2 separate regions of the Gossypium hirsutum genome follow, and region 1 is linked to region 2. Evidence: chromatin contacts called from public Hi-C data. All regions are on one chromosome and are shown on one strand. The core of a region is the stretch at or near the end of the contact, and the rest is flanking DNA. Distances in the headings are between cores, read along the strand shown. Region 1 holds the start of LOC121214651. Region 2 holds the start of LOC107887169 (30S ribosomal protein 3-1, chloroplastic).

Region 1 (4,818 bases), core at 1,773-4,272, 300 kb after region 2:
CTTATTCACTACAAATATCACATTATAACATAACATTATCACTGTCATATAGCATGTATAACATGCTTACAATTACACTTTCTCAACGGTTATCATAACCACATCTCACATGTTATAACATCTTATCTCAATTCACATATTTAGAAATACATAAGCACATTGTCCACAATATAACATAGGTATGAGAAAGCTTACACTCGAAATTTAAAGTAGGGGTTCAGGCTACTACTAAATTCTCAAATAACATATTGAATCATGTCCATAAGCAATTATTTCAAACACTACCAACACACTTTCACCCGAAAAGCTAGAAGTTCAAACTAGCTTTTCCTTGCCTTTATCTCTACTCGTAGAGGGTCCTATTGATTCCAACACTTCAACAAGGTAACTCACACAGCAACACAATCAACATTAATCCAAATATTCACATCAAACAATCCAAAAACACAAGTCTAAGCTAGGTTCTCATGTAACCAAAACCTTTAACATAGCAAAATTAAAACTCAAATATCTTGATCTATACTTAATCTTTTTTCCTAAAACAAATTTTGTTCATGTTATAAGTCATCTACGACTAATTCCCAACCTTTAAACTACACAAAAAAATACTTAGATCATAGTATCAACTTTTTCGACATGTTTATGGTAATTTTCTAAAAATTCATTAAAATTCAAGAAATCTTTAACGAAACTTCAAATTAATTTTAGAAACCTCTTAACCATGTCAAAATTAATTAAAAAATACTTTGAAACCACATTTTTACTAAAAATCTCAAAATCTACCATTAACGAGCTAATTTTCGACTTTTATTTAAAACATGCGATTTAATGCCTAAAAACTTAGTTTTAAAGACTAAATAGCATTTAAAATTAATAGAAATATGAATGGTTACCTTAGTTGGAAGGAAAACGGACTTTTGTTGAAAACCTAGAAAATCCACACACGAAGAATATGATGAAATTTATGGAGTTTTTGAGTGTTTTCTTGAAGATTTATGAAGGTAATTGACTTGGGGAATGATAGAAATCAAAACATTGAAGATTTAACAGAGAAAATCGGATGATGGATTTGGGAGAGCAAAGGGACGGCAACATACACAAAGGATAGAGAAGACTAATGTGGATTTTATGAATATAAAGGGGGAAAATAGGGTGAAAATTAAAATTTAGTTTAATTGCCTTTTAAAAACTCATAATTTAGACCCTTTTACAAATCAGTTCTATTTTCAAAATTAAAGGCATTTAAAACTCATTTTCTGAAATTGATTTAATTTTCTAAAAACCATAGTAAAAAAACGTTACCAATAAACCATGTCACAAAATTTCGAACACTCTAAGACTAAAATTCCTAAAATACCTCTAAAACTCTTAAGCCCTATTTTGGGTGTGATAACCAAAACGGAAGCTTGCCTATCTACCTTGCTATTCGAACCAAACTTATTATCGAGTTTGTCTTTAATCAACAAATGACCCTTTACATCCTAGAAAGAGAGTTTGTCTCTGCCATAAATCAAGGTCTCCTTGAAAGACTTGTATGAATAGGGTAAAGTGCACAATAATAGCATAGCATGATCTTAATCGTCAATCTTAACCTCAACATTCTTTAAATCATTCAAAATAGTAATAAATTGACTGATATGATCTCTAAGAAGCTCACATTATTCATGTGAAATGTAAATAAACGTTGTTTCAACACTAAACGGTTAGCTAGAGACTTAGTCGAATAAAGAGTTTCTAACCTTTTCCACAATACGGATGAGGTTTTCTCCATCAATACCTCCTGCAATACCCTATTCACGAGACACAATTGGATTACAGATAGGGCCTTTTCATCAAGCTCTTCCCATTCTGTCTGATCTAGAGTCTTAGGCTTTTTCCCAGTAACGACCTTTTAGACCAGTCTAAACTAGAATTGTCATCATCCGAACTTGCCACAGATTGAAATTTGTGACACCATCGAACTTCTCAATGTTAAACCTTGTTGTTGTCATCTCTAAACAGGCTGATCTATAAAAATTGAACTAGTTCTAATACCATTTGTTGGAGATCGACCCAATTAATCAATGAACAAGTAAAAAATAACGAAAGAAATTGAGAAATCGAACACATAAATTTAACGTGGAAAAACCCTCCAAAGAGGATAAAAAACACAGACAAAGATAATTTTACTATAATGGAAAAAACAAAGAGTATAAAAGATGGAGATAAAAACTAAACTCCGAAACCCGAAAATAAAGAACCCTCAAAATACAAAATTCTACAAAATTCTTTTAATGGGTGTCTTTTTTAAGGTTATAAAAGAGCTTATTTATAGGATAAATTCGTAGATCAAATAATAATAAAATAATCTAGACTAATCAGAGATCGACTGAAACAAATAGATAGAGTTCAACTGAGAGATTATCTCTCAAATTTGACTGAAATATGAGTCATACTCAATAATATCAATTAAAAAAATTTCCGTTATTAATTTAAAGACAAATTACCAAAACAGGAGTGAATTCAAATGTTAGCATCTAAGTTAAAGGATTTAAAATCGGGTAACTAAAACAGAGTATAATTGGGTGAAGTAAAATAAAGGAAAGAATATTGGAGCCTGGTCTCACCATTGTTGGAAGCCAATATCCTCACGTCATGCAAATTTTTGACAGACAAGTGAAGAGAATATTTGGGATTTAAAAGAAACCATTTCTAAATGGTTTAATGAAATGGTAAAGAAAGCTGAAGTGTTAAGTTAAAAAGTACAAAATTGAACGAATAAATTTTCAACCACACAATAGTTCCAAAAAGCGTGAATTCTTTAGAATAATTTGAGAATTTTATGAGCATGGATAAATTAGTCGGGCATGATATGTTTTATTTAAATTATCAGTAATTCAACAGAAAATTATGGCGATGCCATTATTTGAATAACTTTTAGTACAAGAATTAATTTTGAGCAAATTTTAGTAGGAGTAAAATGAAGTTTATCTCAATATACTTTGATGGTTAGAGAACTTATGTCATAATATACCTTCTATATTTTTGTTTGTTATTCTAAATACTAAAATATGAACATATGAATAGCATTTAGTAGAGAAAAAGTATGGTGTAATCTAGCCGGTGCTGGGAATGGGATCTGTCAGATTGGGCCAACACGGCCTGGCATAAGAACACTTTGTTTGATCGGCTAATTAATCCATTTCCTGTCTGTAATTGTTTGTAAACTATAAAGCCATAGGCTTGTTGTATGTCTAAAAATTGAAAAACAAAAATGTCCTCTGGGCTTGTGTCTTCCCCTGTTATCTTCCCTCTCTCCAATTCCAAGTCCAAATCCAGTCTTTGGAGTCCCTCACGAAGAACAATCTCTCAACTTTCTGTCAACAATGGTGATGACATCATTGATTCTTCTTCAAACACTCCAAGATTGATCACCTTCTTAGGCAAAGGCGGCTCCGGCAAGACCATCTCCTCTGTTTTCGCTGCCCAGGTACTACTTCCTAGTTACACTTTGTCACCAATTAACGGAAAAGGAAAGCTGAAGCTCATAGATAGGGTTAATTAGAAATGGCCCCTTTTTCCAAATATCATCATCTAATCTCTTTGTTTCATGCCTTTCTTTGCTGCTGCTTAGCATTATGCAATGGCTGGACTCAGCACATGCTTAGTGTTACAAGGACAGGATCGCACTGCTGACTGTCTTCTCAATTGTAAGATCGACTCCTCTCCTACCCTATGCACCCGCAACCTTTCTGTTGTTAGGCTGGAAACCACTAAAGTATGTTCCTTTTCCATGCTTCATCATCTATCTATTTCAAATGGGTTTATTATAATTACGCTGAGAATGGATTATTCGTTAAACTGCAGATGCTTCTTGAACCTCTAAATGAGCTGAAGAAAGCAGATGGCCGTCTTAATTTGACACAAGGAGTTCTGGAAGGGGTGTGTATGTAATATCTCATCATCCTTTTTACCTTAGGTGTTTGCACTTCACACTATGAATGTTGATTTTGACATGTATTAGTCTACTAGGTTGTTGGAGAAGAGCTTGGGGTGCTTCCCGGGATGGATTCTATCTTTTCACTACTTGCACTTGTGAGGCTTCTGGGTTTATTCGGGAAACGGGCTCGGAAGAACCATCAAAACGATAAATTTGACATTATCATATATGATGGTATCAGCACCGAAGAAACCCTAAGAATGACAGGTGCAAGCAGTAAAGCAAGGTTTGGAAATAGACAAAACAATTTATCTTTCTTGCCTAAAATGAAGTATGTACACAAGCCCCTCTAACTCTGCACAGACTCTACTTGAAGTACCTGCGGAGCATGGCTGAGAAAAGTGACCTTGGGAGATTGGCTGGTCCTTCACTCCTGAGACTGGTAGATGAAGCTATGGGCATAAGTGGTAACCCATCCCAACTCACTGGAACAATCAGTGCTGATATATGGGACAGTCTGGAACGAATTCTTGAGGTAACCACGGAATGGATTTCATTTTATCATTCACCAAGTTTTTGCTATAGGAGATTGAAAGGCTGTAAGTTGTGCAGAGAGGATCTTCAGGATCTTATCAATTTGGGTGCTTTCTTGTGATGAATCCAAACATTCCAATATCAATCAGTTCAGCATTACGTTACTGGGGTTGTGCAATCCAAGCTGATACGCAGGTGGGTGGTGCATTTGCCATTCCTACCCCCCATTTGGATGTTGAATCAGTGGAAAATCTGAAGAAGAATTTGTACCCCTTGCCTTTTGCTTGTATTCCGAATCTTGCAGTGGATTCCCCTCAAGATTGGAATGCCATCATGATGAACAATAGCGTTGAGGGTGCAAGGGG
Region 2 (4,192 bases), core at 196-2,695:
TGAGATGTAAACTGGATGTTAACATTTTTGGAATTATTTTCGAAGAAAAATATGTTGGAAAACAAGTCGAGTTCCCAAACATAATTATACTACCTTGCCTTAGCATGCAAGTACGTATCATCCTGCAGGGAAAAAACCAGAATGCAACACAACTTGAATAGGCTTAATGACTACACCCAAGAGAAATCGTGGAACCAAAATAATGGACTCATGGTTATGTGAGTGCATTAAATATAAATCCCCAAAAGGGGAAGGCGATGAAATTAAGTTGCAATATTGAACAAGGAGATGAAATATTGTCCTTTTAGCAGAAACATTATTTCATTTATCTTCAATTAGTACAAGTTAAACACACTTAGGCAAATGCATGTATGCATCTACCGCCACAGGGTACCCAAACTAAGTTAATAGATTTTCCTCGATAATGCTTTGGCTGGTAAAGTTATACAAAGCTAAGGTAATTCTATAAAAACTAGCATCAAATTCGTATACCATCTACATCAATGACATCTAATGATCATGAAAGAAAAACTAACTTGGTAAAGATTCATATCTAACAAGGATGAAAAATATACAAATATGTGGATCTCTAGGGAAATACCAACAATTCAGCAGTGTTTGTTATCCTATTAAAACCAACAATTCATATCTTAGTTCAGAGCTAAGAGGTTTCAAACCAAACATTCTCAAATTCAGTGGATTAACCGAGGCCATTTTGCATAGCTAAGACAAAAAAAATTATATAAAAAAAATGCACATCTAGCTCTGGGAAAGGTTGCCACCACTTTGCTGCCATAGATTGATGATATCAGTGGCCTGATTGAGAAGGATAATCATCTTCTTCTGAGAAATCCAAGGCTTACTTTCTAGAGTGGCCTTGAGCTCTTCCCAGGCATCTTTCCTTGGCCAGAAGAAATATGGACTTAGAGGAACAGTGCCGTGGCCCGGTATGACTTGATCAAGGGCAAGCCCGATGTTCTTTTCCATCCATATGAATTTCAAAACCAGTCTTGGCTTTCCAACTTGCTTGACCACCTCCTCAGGTTTCTGAGGAATGATGAAGTCGGATGGTGTTTCAGTCTCAGTGACAGCTTCCGTGGCAACCGAAGCGGTTAGTGTTGGAGTTTTGATTGTTTTCTTCAAAATGGGATTTTTGTTAAAGCAAAAGGGGGTGTTAAAGGATTTCTGATAACGAAAGGAATGACAAGTGAAAGTAGTATGGAGTGTAGATGAAGTAGCCATGGATAACATTTTGTATTGCAGAGTGGGAGAGAGAGAGAGAGAGATGTGAGGATACGAGTCTTAAAAGTTGCTTTGTGGAGATAGGATAAGGGATATGGGGCAATGGTAGGAGCAGGAGGACATGGGCTTGGATTGGATCCTATGTTTTAATTATACTCGGTTTGCTCCTTTCACCTCTTAGCCCTATACTTTGATATAATTTCTCCTTCAAATTTCTTTTTAATTTGTTATTAACATATATGCATGTCTCAACCAAATGAGCGCTATAATACAATACATCTGTTCATGTTTCCGTTATCTATCTAAGCCCGAATGTCTATTTAAAATTTAGGAGGATTTAAACAAAAATAATAGGTCTAGAAAATGGGTTTGGATAAAAATATCAATCCCGTTTAAAATATGGGTTAGGCTTGAGCTTGAACATTTAAAAGCCTAATCCGACCCGACCCGATCTATTTTAAGTTTACAATATTTATATTATGTTATTTTTATATATTATAAAATTTAGAACTCAATAAAAAAAATAAACCTATACTCTAATGTAAATATTAAAATAATGTTAATATGGCTATATAAAAAATTCAATAAATAAAAAATGTATAAAATTATTAATTATTAAATATTAAATATTAAAATACTATAATATAAATGTTTTTTTAATTAAAAAATAATATGGACAGGTCTAAAATGAGTTGGGGTTAGTCTTTTGTAAATATGGATAGGTTTAAGCAAAATTTTAAATCCAGATTTTTGGTCGGACCGAGTTTGAACAAACATAAAATATGTTAATATCATCTATATTTTAATATTATCTTTAAATAAAAAAATTACAAATTACAAATCTAAGGATCAAACACGTGTTTAATAGTATTAAAATACATGTTTATTTTATATAAAAAATATGCAAATTTGGTATGATCATTATTAAATAGATTTTAAAAGAAAATATTTTTAACATATGATATGATGCATAATAATACAATTCTTATCATATGATAGTTTTTTTACCCATATTGTGAGTACAACACAATTTAATTTAATTTATATTCATAATAATGCAATTTCTATCATATGATGTGATGCATGCATGAAGTGTTCTTAAGTGCATAAGACAACATCCAGATTTAATATAGGTCGTGAAATGTTCATAGTGTTGGGTGAGATTTAATCCACTTTTATTAAAAATGGAATACACTTTGTAAATAAATTTTCTTCCTATTTCGAATAAAATTCGATGCTTTTGCATTAATCAAAAAGTATTCAGAGATATTTTTATTTTTTAAATAAAATATGATTTACTCTAATATATATACATAAATTCTCACGTCATTACATCACATTTAAATACTAAATTAAACTTATATTTTTTTAAAAATTAATGCATCACACATGTGACGAGATACCAATTCTAAATATTCCTCATGCTTAACCTAGTTCTGAACTTAAATTTTTTTCTATATCTCAACATAGATCCAAAATTACATTTTAGTTGATCTCACATGACAAAATAATAATAATAATAATAATAATAATAAATAGTAACAGTTTGTATTTTTTAAAATAAAAAATAATTTGCATATTTTCAAAATTCATTAAAATTATTTTTATTTGCAATTTGAAAATAGGTTGAGAGTGGTGGTCTTACAATTAAAAGACTCAGGTAACAAGATTTTTTGGTGCTTGAAATTGATTAAATTAGTCCTTCTCAAAAAATTTGAAAGAATTTAAATTCTATTAATTTTGATAGTGAGTAATTAAAGATAATCATAATCACAATGTTAATGCCTTTCGTCAATTGTGCATAATTTTTATTAGTTTAATAACAACTTAAGCCTTCGATGTTTACACATTTTTTTAATTTGATAGAATGTATAAATTATGATAGCTAAATTTCTTATTATATCAATTTATTAATGTTGTGATTAGTTATTGTTAGTTAGTCACTTTCAAAATTGACAAGGATATTGCTCTAAATTTATTGAAGCAGAAAAAATTTGCTCAATATTAAAATTGAAAATGAAAATGGCTGAAGAGATTTTTGACCATAGACTTAAAAGGAGCAAAATCTTTCTTCCCTACTTAATTTGGGATTCTCTTAATACAACTACTAATGCATTATAGGTTAAGGTTATGAGAAGCAAATACAAGATGCGAGCAAATTCAACGGCTTTACGGAAATCATCCTCAAAAATTTGGCAAGACCTTTGTGATAATGTTCGGAGATGAAAATAGAAGGTGATTTTGGAGAGATGGCTAGATACAAGAGGTGGGGCCTTTGGAAAATATCTACTTGGATCCTTGTCAATCAATGAGGGCCTTTGGCGGGTCTCGTTAGAGGGATGGCCGACGACCAGGGCAATTGGAGATGTTACGGTATTTTCTTATATTGTGATGGTGCAGGTCCAGACCTTCGTATATCCGATGAACAGCTAACCCATTATAGTTGGAGTCTTGGAGATGATCTATGGTTAGTTGCTTGGGCGGTTTAAGGGCCCTCAACGAGTGCGGCAGTTTTTATGGCTTTTATTACGTAATGAAGAGAGGTGAAAAAGGGGCTTTACAAAGATTGTATGTGGTAGAAGCCAAGAAACTACATTACGTGTCCTCAGAGACCAAGTTAATTTTGGGAAGATTGATTCCAAGCCATTCCATAATCAAGTTCTTTTCATTTTCCTTAAACGTGTGGATTATAAAGAATGTTCACAACTATGATAATCAAAGTTTTGATGAAGTGTATTGAGGGGCTTATTTTCGGTATTGTTTAAAGGAATCTTTGGCGACAGCGTAATCTTGTCATCTCTAGTAATGATATTTTAGTTCAACTGAGGTTGTCATGAACAGCCTCTCTTTGGTTACGAGTGTTATTGCTAGTTCAAATAGGGGTACTAGGCTGAATCATGTTACAATAAGTGTGAGTTAAGTGTAAACCTCCTGTGGGTTGGGTTAAACA

The links. Hi-C and Micro-C count contacts between places; a contact is called where the count stands out from the background.
Region 1: a Hi-C map of leaf shows a contact between it and region 2, with 2.8 times the contacts expected there. The contact joins the promoter of LOC121214651 here to the promoter of LOC107887169 in region 2. A contact is called at or near these places in 9 of 34 Hi-C or Micro-C datasets (callus, hypocotyl, leaf and 1 more).

Annotation. Positions count from the first base shown.
Region 1 is chrD02:39,171,365-39,176,182 of Gossypium_hirsutum_v2.1, forward strand. LOC121214651 reads left to right here and starts at 3,023. Exons shown (of 7, transcript XM_041088539.1): 1 at 3,023-3,469; 2 at 3,614-3,757; 3 at 3,847-3,921; 4 at 4,012-4,205; 5 at 4,283-4,454; 6 at 4,532-4,818. The coding sequence starts at 3,254.
Region 2 is chrD02:38,869,141-38,873,332 of Gossypium_hirsutum_v2.1, forward strand. LOC107887169 (30S ribosomal protein 3-1, chloroplastic) reads right to left here and starts at 1,446. Exons shown (of 1, transcript XM_016811332.2): 1 at 521-1,446. The coding sequence starts at 1,251. The coding sequence ends at 760. It overlaps LOC121214649, which reads left to right. Exons shown (of 5, transcript XM_041088534.1): 5 at 1-65.